2 separate regions of the Ovis aries genome follow, and region 1 is linked to region 2. The links are chromatin contacts, called in public Hi-C maps. All regions are on one chromosome and are shown on one strand. Each heading gives the region's core, a stretch centred on a gene start, on an enhancer-like site or on the middle of the called end of the contact. The rest is flanking DNA. Distances are from core to core; before and after follow the strand shown. Region 1 holds the start of ZBTB17 (zinc finger and BTB domain containing 17). Region 2 holds the start of SDF4 (stromal cell derived factor 4).

Region 1 (3,654 bases), core at 1,086-3,585, 330 kb before region 2:
TCATTACTGTACACTTTTAAAGAAAAAGTTGTCTTGAAAGGGTGAGTTGAAGCACGCTGTGCCTAGAGAAGAGGGACAAACAAACTGACCTCCTGGTTTGTTTCACCTTTGAGTCTTAATAGACATACCTCAGATTTCCAAGTAGCCCAGGCTACTCTGTTCCGACAGTTTGTCTGGGGAAACTCCAGCTTGGCTCTCCTCCTCCAGCTCATTACCTGAGTCAAAGACCAAGTGGAAAATCTGATGAGAACCTGCAGGATTTTAAGAGCTGCTTAGGCAAATACAGAGCACTGAGCAGAGTCTGGCACAAAGGCAGCGCTCAATAAATGTTACACTGGATTGTGATTGGGCTGCTGCATGCGAGACCCTGTGCTGGACAGCTGGGATACAAAGATGAATAAACCTAGTCCCAGTCCCTACACTCAGGAAAGCCCCCTACACTCAGGAAAGCCCGCTACACTCGGGAAAGCCTGCTGACTGAAAGACATAACACAAGGTTGATAAGCAAAAGCAATGAGGCTGTGCCCAAGTAGTCTTACTGCACTAGCATTCCCCAGGGATGTCCCAGACACCGTGCTTCTCACTCCAGACCCTCACCCAGGTGACACATCCCTTCCCATAAATGTAGTGACTTTTGATGGATACTAGATCACCAATGGACAGTTCCACTTGAATGTTTTACAGGCATTAACAACAGACATGTTCAAAACAAAATATGTCTTCTCTCCTTAAATCCCCTCCCTATCCCACTGAACAGCATCACCATCCACCAGTCAAAAATTCAGAGCCAACCCTGACCTCACCCCCAGCCCCTAAATCCCCCATCTAAGTCATCACCAACTTTGGTCAAGTCTACCTCCAACACATCTCTCCCCACCTTCTGCCTCTAATCTAACTCAAGGCCACGGTCATCTCTCACCTCCACAGTTCAAGTAGCCTCTTAACTGGACTCCAGGCCCATTCCCTTTAATACAGTCTTAACTAGCATGATCTTTCTAATCTACAAATCTGATTCTTATATGCGTTCTCAACCTAAAATTGCAAGTCCATAGCTAGGTTTAAAAACTTCCCTAGGGGAGATTCCACTACAGGATTCGTGGTTGGGGAACTAAGGATGCCTCATGCCCCACGGCTGCTTTCCCTTCCCAAAACAAGACCCCTGAGGACCAGACCACACACTAGTGTCTTTCATCTCTGTCCCTAGGCAGCTTTCTCACACATTCCATCTTCAACTGAGAATACTCTTCCCCTTTTCTGCCTGCAAGCTCCAAGCATCCTCCAGTTCTGTTTCCTGGGGAACAGAAGCCTTCCTGGATTTGCCTAAACTGAGTGAGGTGCCTCTACTCAGTATTTTCTGCTTTTTTCCCATCATATCAGAATTGCCTACATTTCAGTATGTCTCCCACTTGAGTTTCTGAGCTCTGGGTGATGATGATGATACAAAAAATAACAGCAACAAGCACACACAGCATTTACTTTGTGCCAGCAGGCCTTCTTAGCACTTTACACCGATTATCTCATTTAACTTTTATAATCGTTTTAGGAGGCAGATTTTATTCTCAACCGTGCTTTAAGGATAAGAAAACCGAGGCAGGAGGCGAGGAACCAACGTGCCTAAGGACACAGTTGGCAAGCACCGAGACAGGATTCAAACTCGGCTGCTTGGCTCCACAGCCTACACTTTTTAACCACTCGCTCTATCCTCTGAACCCATCAGGAGTTGAACCACAGTCTGTGGAACGCATGAATGAATGAAATGGTCTCATACAGGGGCAGTATCGGTCTCCACCACGACAAACTCCTTCTAGGCCCTCACAGGCATGTGTCCTCCAGCCCCACCGGCCAAAGTGAGCTGCGCGGGCACCCCGCCACCTCGCGGCCTCAGAACGCCCACCAGCCGCGGCACGCGGGGTCAAGGGGCGGTGACAGCCGGGCGGCGGGGGCGGAGATGCTACCAGCTGGGGTGTCACCCAGCCCGGAGGCGACTCGCGCTCCCTCGCCGGGACGGCGAGTCCAGTCCGCCCGCCCACTATCCGCCCGCTCGCCAGGCAGCGTCCCCCACCCATTTGTCCTGCACCCTCATGTTGTGCGGGGTCCCCTCAGTCCAGGTTCCCGTCCCAGTCCACTTCCCTCCCCTCCCCCACACAACCGTCCCCGGCGTCCCGCCGCGTCCCATCCTCCGCCGCCTCCGCCTGACTCCTGGGACTCCCCACGCCCCGGATGGTTGCTGACCCTCACCTGCCATGTCCTGGGCCCCACCACAGAAGGAGGTGCATCACGGCCGCAAGAAGGCCGGGGACAGCACTTCAGAGCAGACAAAGGGCGCCGCCATGTTAAAGTCGGGCGGAACCGACCTCGCTGGCTTCCCGGCTGCAACTTCCGGCGCGTGCGCAGTGCCCTCCTAGGCGTAGCTTGCGGACTGGCGCATGCGCATAGTAATCGAGAAGTTCTGTAAAACAGTCCTGTGCGCTTAGAAATTCTCATTGTAACCTTTCCTTGGTTTTCTGTTTCAAATGTAAAAGTAACAGCTTCTACGTGTTCAGCGCTTCCTGTGTTGCCAGGCACTCTGTTAACCAGTTTACGCGCATTATCTCAAGTCCTCTCACCGTTATACGATAATATTTTTCTCCCACTTTTGAAGAAGGGAAAACGGAGTTTCAGGGTAAATGAATTGCCCGTTATCACGCGTCTTACAAGTGGTGAAGCAGAGCTGTGAATGAACCTAGTTGTGGCATCAAAGCTGTAGGACCACAGTTAGGTTTTTCTACCTTCTGAGTTAAACGTTACCCGTTTCCCTGTTTAGGGGATATCCAGGATTCAGTTCAGTTCAGTCGCTCAGTCGTGTCCGACTCTTTGCAACCCCATGAATTGCAGCACGCCAGGCCTCCCTGTCCATCACCAACTCCTGGAGTCCACCCAAACCCATGTCCATTGAGTCGGTGATGCCATCCAACCATATCTCCAATAGCATGTTGGGCACCTACCGACCTGTGGAGTTCATCTTTCAGTGTCCTATCTTTTGCCTTTTCATACTGTTCATGTGGTTCTCAAGGCAAGAATACTGAAGTGGTTTGCCAGTCCCTTCTCCACTGGACCACATTCTGTCAGACCTCTCCACCATGACCGGTCTATCTTGGGTGGCCCCCCATGGCATGGCTTAAGTTTCATTGAGTTAGACAAGGCTGCGGTCCATTAGCCTGTGTGTGAATGAGGATGCCTGAAAACAAAATTTGCCCTGCAGACTTTACCAGCTCCTGTGTGGTGTCTTTCCAACTTTTCAGCACCGCCAGGCCATTGACTTTTCTATTTCCTAATAGTTCTCCTTTCTTCAGTTTTGACCCTGTTTATTTTCATGATCCCTAATTTTAACAACACCCTTGCAACAACCTTGATCTCCTTTGCTCTCTTGCCTTTTTGTCACGTGGATTTCATAAGAATTTCAACCCTGGATGAATCCAACTGCTCCTTTTTCCCTTTGCCAACACCTGGAGAGCCAGACACAACTGGAGAAAGTACCCAATGGGACAGACTGTTCTCTACAAATTCATGACTGCTGGCCTTAAGAGGGACTTCAACAAATGTCAGTCTGGCCAATTCACTGCTGCTGTCTTCACAATAACTAGAGGACCTAAAACACTCAGCAACAGTTGACTT
Region 2 (3,720 bases), core at 980-3,479:
GGTCCCTCCCACCGCAGGACTCCATTCCCCTCAATGTGTTCCTCTTGGAGCCTGTCCACCAGGCAAACACCTTCTGGCCCTTCCAGGTGCCTCAGAGGCCCCTTCCAGCAGGCCTGCAAGGGAGCAGCATAGGGAAGCTCCCCAAACCAGGGTGCCGTTGGCAGCCAAGCTGAGGCACAAAGGGTTCCTGAACCACAGTGCTCATCACCAGATCAAGGAGACCCCTGTGCTGGCCTCAGTATGACGGAGGCCAGGGAGAGCCCGTGGCCCATGGCAGACACTTGCTTCTCTGATGCCTCTTTTCTGTCCTATGTGCTCCTGGCTAACATCTCCCCTGGCAGGGGGACACCTCTGCACGTCACTCTGACGAGGACAGAATAAAGAGATAAAGCAGGTAATTAAATAGTTAATCCCACTAAGGTATCACAAGTAAACGAAAAAGTATGGGAGACCCCTGTAAGTTAATGATCACTCAAGAGAACAGGTCTGCCTAACCACAAAACCAAGCAGTCTTGCTCAGCAACAAAACCGTGCAACAGAAGCACAAGACATGCCCGAAAACAATAAAACAATGGTGGAATAAGGCCCACATCCTGCCTGGCAAAGTCAAGAAGTTAATGGTTCCTAGGACAAGCTCCTCTGTGCTCACTATAAACAAAAATATAAGGAAAAGGTCACATTATACTGAAACCTGAGATGATTTGCCATATTTAAGTTACCACCTTTTTACTCAGTCCCATTGCACCAGGACAGCCCCAGTTTGACATGTGGGGACAGGGTAGCGTGACCCCGGGGGACAGGGCAGCTTGACCATGCAGGGACAGGACAGCGTAACCACACAGGGAGGGACAAGACAGTTTGACCAGCTAGGAACAAGGAGGTCCCCGCCCAACATGGAGGAGGAGCTGATGATGGAGGAGTGGCGTCTACTCAAGAACGAGGAAAAAGATGGTCTTCCTCTCCCTCCCCACTGTCCTTTGGCTATAAAAATGTAGTAGCTTAATTCTCGGGGCAGAGTCCCCTTGCCTACCTGCTTGTATCTCTCATAAACGTCTTACACTATAAACTCTTTCCTCACCTGTCACCCTGGGGATTACTGAATTCTTTCTGCGCCAGATAGAAGAACCTCCACTTACTAAAGACGTGTCTGTCAGTTTCATGTTATCCCTGGACAAGATCCTGCTCTCCTGGCTCAGCTGGCTCATTCCTTGGAGGGGAACCTGTCTCACGGATGGGCAGCCTACGTCTCTCTTTCCATGTTTGAGAGGAACTGCACCCTCCTCAGCAGAACCCACCAGCTGTGCACTCTGTGCTGCCACCGCCCCCTCGACCACGTCTTCTGGAACTGCGGTTTGTCCCCGTCTGAGAGCACTGTCCACGCAGCAGGTTTTTCCACTCCACCACCATCTGTACGTTTCCGGAATTCCGGAGCAAACCAAGACAACTTCCTCCTGACCTTAACACCGCCCTCGTGATTCATGGCCATAAACACACAGGTGTCCTGTCCAAACCGACTGGACTTCACTTCTGGAAAGAACGGTCAGTCCCAGACTTTACTTGTCTTGATGGTCGTACAAGGGGTGTTATTTACTTGATATTTTGCGCAAAGCGTAAATGACCAGGTAGGTATCAGGAGATTAGGTAGACGTCCTCCTCTTGGTTCACAACACCCTGTTTTGCACCTTGTTGAGCACAGGAGTCAGTCGCTCACTTCTCTCCCGCCCCAGGTGAAGGGATTTCAGAGCAGGGGCTGCCCTACAGACTGGGGGACCCACCCTGGGTTCCTGAATACCCCTGGGGTCCACTCTGTGAAACAGGCAAGACCATCGTCGTTAAAACGCAAACGGTTTTTTAACAGATCCGTCCCCGGCCTCAGGAGTCGCACACGGCGTTGGCAACGACTGGCCCAGGCCGAGCCGGGTGTCCCAGGCTTCAGGCGGATCGGATGCTCCCCACCCCCAGCTCGGCGGGGCCGCGACCCCTGACCTCGCTCCACCGACCACCCGACCCAAGCATCTGAGGGGCCCGGTCGGCGGTAGCTGTGGGCCGTCCGAGGCCCAGTCGGCCTGCGCGCCCCCTTCCCGCCGCCCCGGGGCCGGGCGGGGGCTGTCACGCCCCGCGGCCCTCACTCACCGGCCTCCCTCCCCTCACCCAGGATCCGCGAGCGCGGCCTGAGCGCCCGCTACGCCTCCAACGGGCCTCCGTTTAGGCCGCAGCCATCTTTCTTCCGGGAAGAGGCGGGTCGGGTGGGGGGCGGTGCGAGCGGCGCGACCTCCCCACGCCGACGCCGGCGCAGCCATCTTTTCCCTGGGCGGAAGCGGCCTTACAGCTCTCCGGGGCAGCCAATGAGAAGAGCGCGGGGATCCACGTAGCCCGGCGGCGCGGTGCGGCCCCACGCGCGGCCTCTGTCCGCGGCGCTCCCCGAGCAATGAAGCTGCTGCGGCGCGCGTGGCGGCACCGGACGGCGCTGGGCCTGGGCGGCCTGGCACTGGGCGGCGTCGCGCTGCTCTACCTGGCGCGCTGTGCCGCGCCTCCCGACTCCGCGCTCTCCGGCCCCGCAGCACCGGCGCCCGTCCGTCCGGCGCGCGCCGCCGCCTTCCTGGCCGTGCTGGTGGCCAGCGCGCCGCGGGCGGCCGAGAGGCGTAGCGTGGTCCGCAGCACGTGGCTGGCGGCGCGGCGCGGCGGCCCCGGGGACGTGTGGGCGCACTTCGCCGTGGGCACCAGCGGCCTGGGCGACGAGGAACGGCGTGCCCTGGAGCGGGAGCAGGCTCAGCACGGCGACCTGCTGCTGCTGCCTGGGCTGCGTGACGCGTACGAGAACCTCACCGCCAAGGTGCTGGCCATGCTGGCCTGGCTAGACGAGCACGTGGCCTTCGAGTTCGTGCTCAAGGCGGACGACGACTCGTTCGCACGCCTGGACGCGGTACTGGCCGAACTGCGCGCCCGTGACCCTGCCCGCCGCCGCCGCCTCTACTGGGGCTTCTTCTCGGGCCGTGGCCGTGTCCGGCCCGGGGGCCGCTGGCGTGAGGCCGCCTGGCAGCTGTGCGACTACTACCTACCCTACGCGCTTGGCGGCGGCTACGTTCTCTCTGCCGACCTGGTGCGCTACCTGCGCCTCAGCCGCGAGTACCTGCGTGCCTGGCACAGCGAAGACGTGTCGTTGGGCGCCTGGCTGGCGCCAGTGGACGTGCAGCGAGAGCACGACCCGCGCTTTGACACTGAGTATAAGTCCCGTGGCTGCAACAACCAGTACCTGGTGACACACAAGCAGAGCCTGGAGGACATGCTGGAGAAACACCGGACGCTGACGCACGAGGGCCGCCTGTGCAAGCGCGAGGTGCAGCTGCGCCTGTCCTACGTCTATGACTGGTCGGCACCGCCCTCACAGTGCTGTCAGAGGAAAGAGGGCATCCCCTGACGGCCGAGCCGGCCCGCGTGCCCACAGGACGCCAGGGTCTCAACCGCGCAAGGCGGTGCTGCAAGGCCTCCCGTCGGCCTTCCTCTAGCAAAGCTGACAGCTTCTGCATGGTTCTTAGCATGAGGCTGGACCTCGAGAGGACCAGGTTTATCTGGTGACAACGGGCTTCCGAGCAAATGCCTCGCAGCGTGGATGACTCCTAAGCCCAGGAACCAGTCCATGCCCACCCGAGAGCATCTTGTTCTGGGTCTGGAACCAGCATCGTGTCCAGGCAGAAATGTCCTGTTTCTCGATTCAAGTAT

The links. Hi-C and Micro-C count contacts between places; a contact is called where the count stands out from the background.
Region 1: a contact with region 2 is called in a Hi-C map of muscle, with 4 times the contacts expected there. The contact joins the promoter of ZBTB17 here to the promoter of SDF4 in region 2. A contact is called at or near these places in 2 of 16 Hi-C or Micro-C datasets (liver and muscle).

What each region holds. Positions count from the first base shown.
Region 1 is chr12:50,920,783-50,924,436 of ARS-UI_Ramb_v3.0, reverse strand. ZBTB17 (zinc finger and BTB domain containing 17) reads right to left here and starts at 2,335. Exons shown (of 17, transcript XM_060396584.1): 1 at 2,239-2,335; 2 at 1-215.
Region 2 is chr12:50,587,341-50,591,060 of ARS-UI_Ramb_v3.0, reverse strand. It overlaps SDF4 (stromal cell derived factor 4), which reads right to left and starts at 2,229. Exons shown (of 7, transcript XM_027975826.2): 1 at 2,152-2,229. It overlaps B3GALT6 (beta-1,3-galactosyltransferase 6), which reads left to right and starts at 2,357. Exons shown (of 1, transcript XM_004023657.5): 1 at 2,357-3,720. The coding sequence starts at 2,429. The coding sequence ends at 3,418.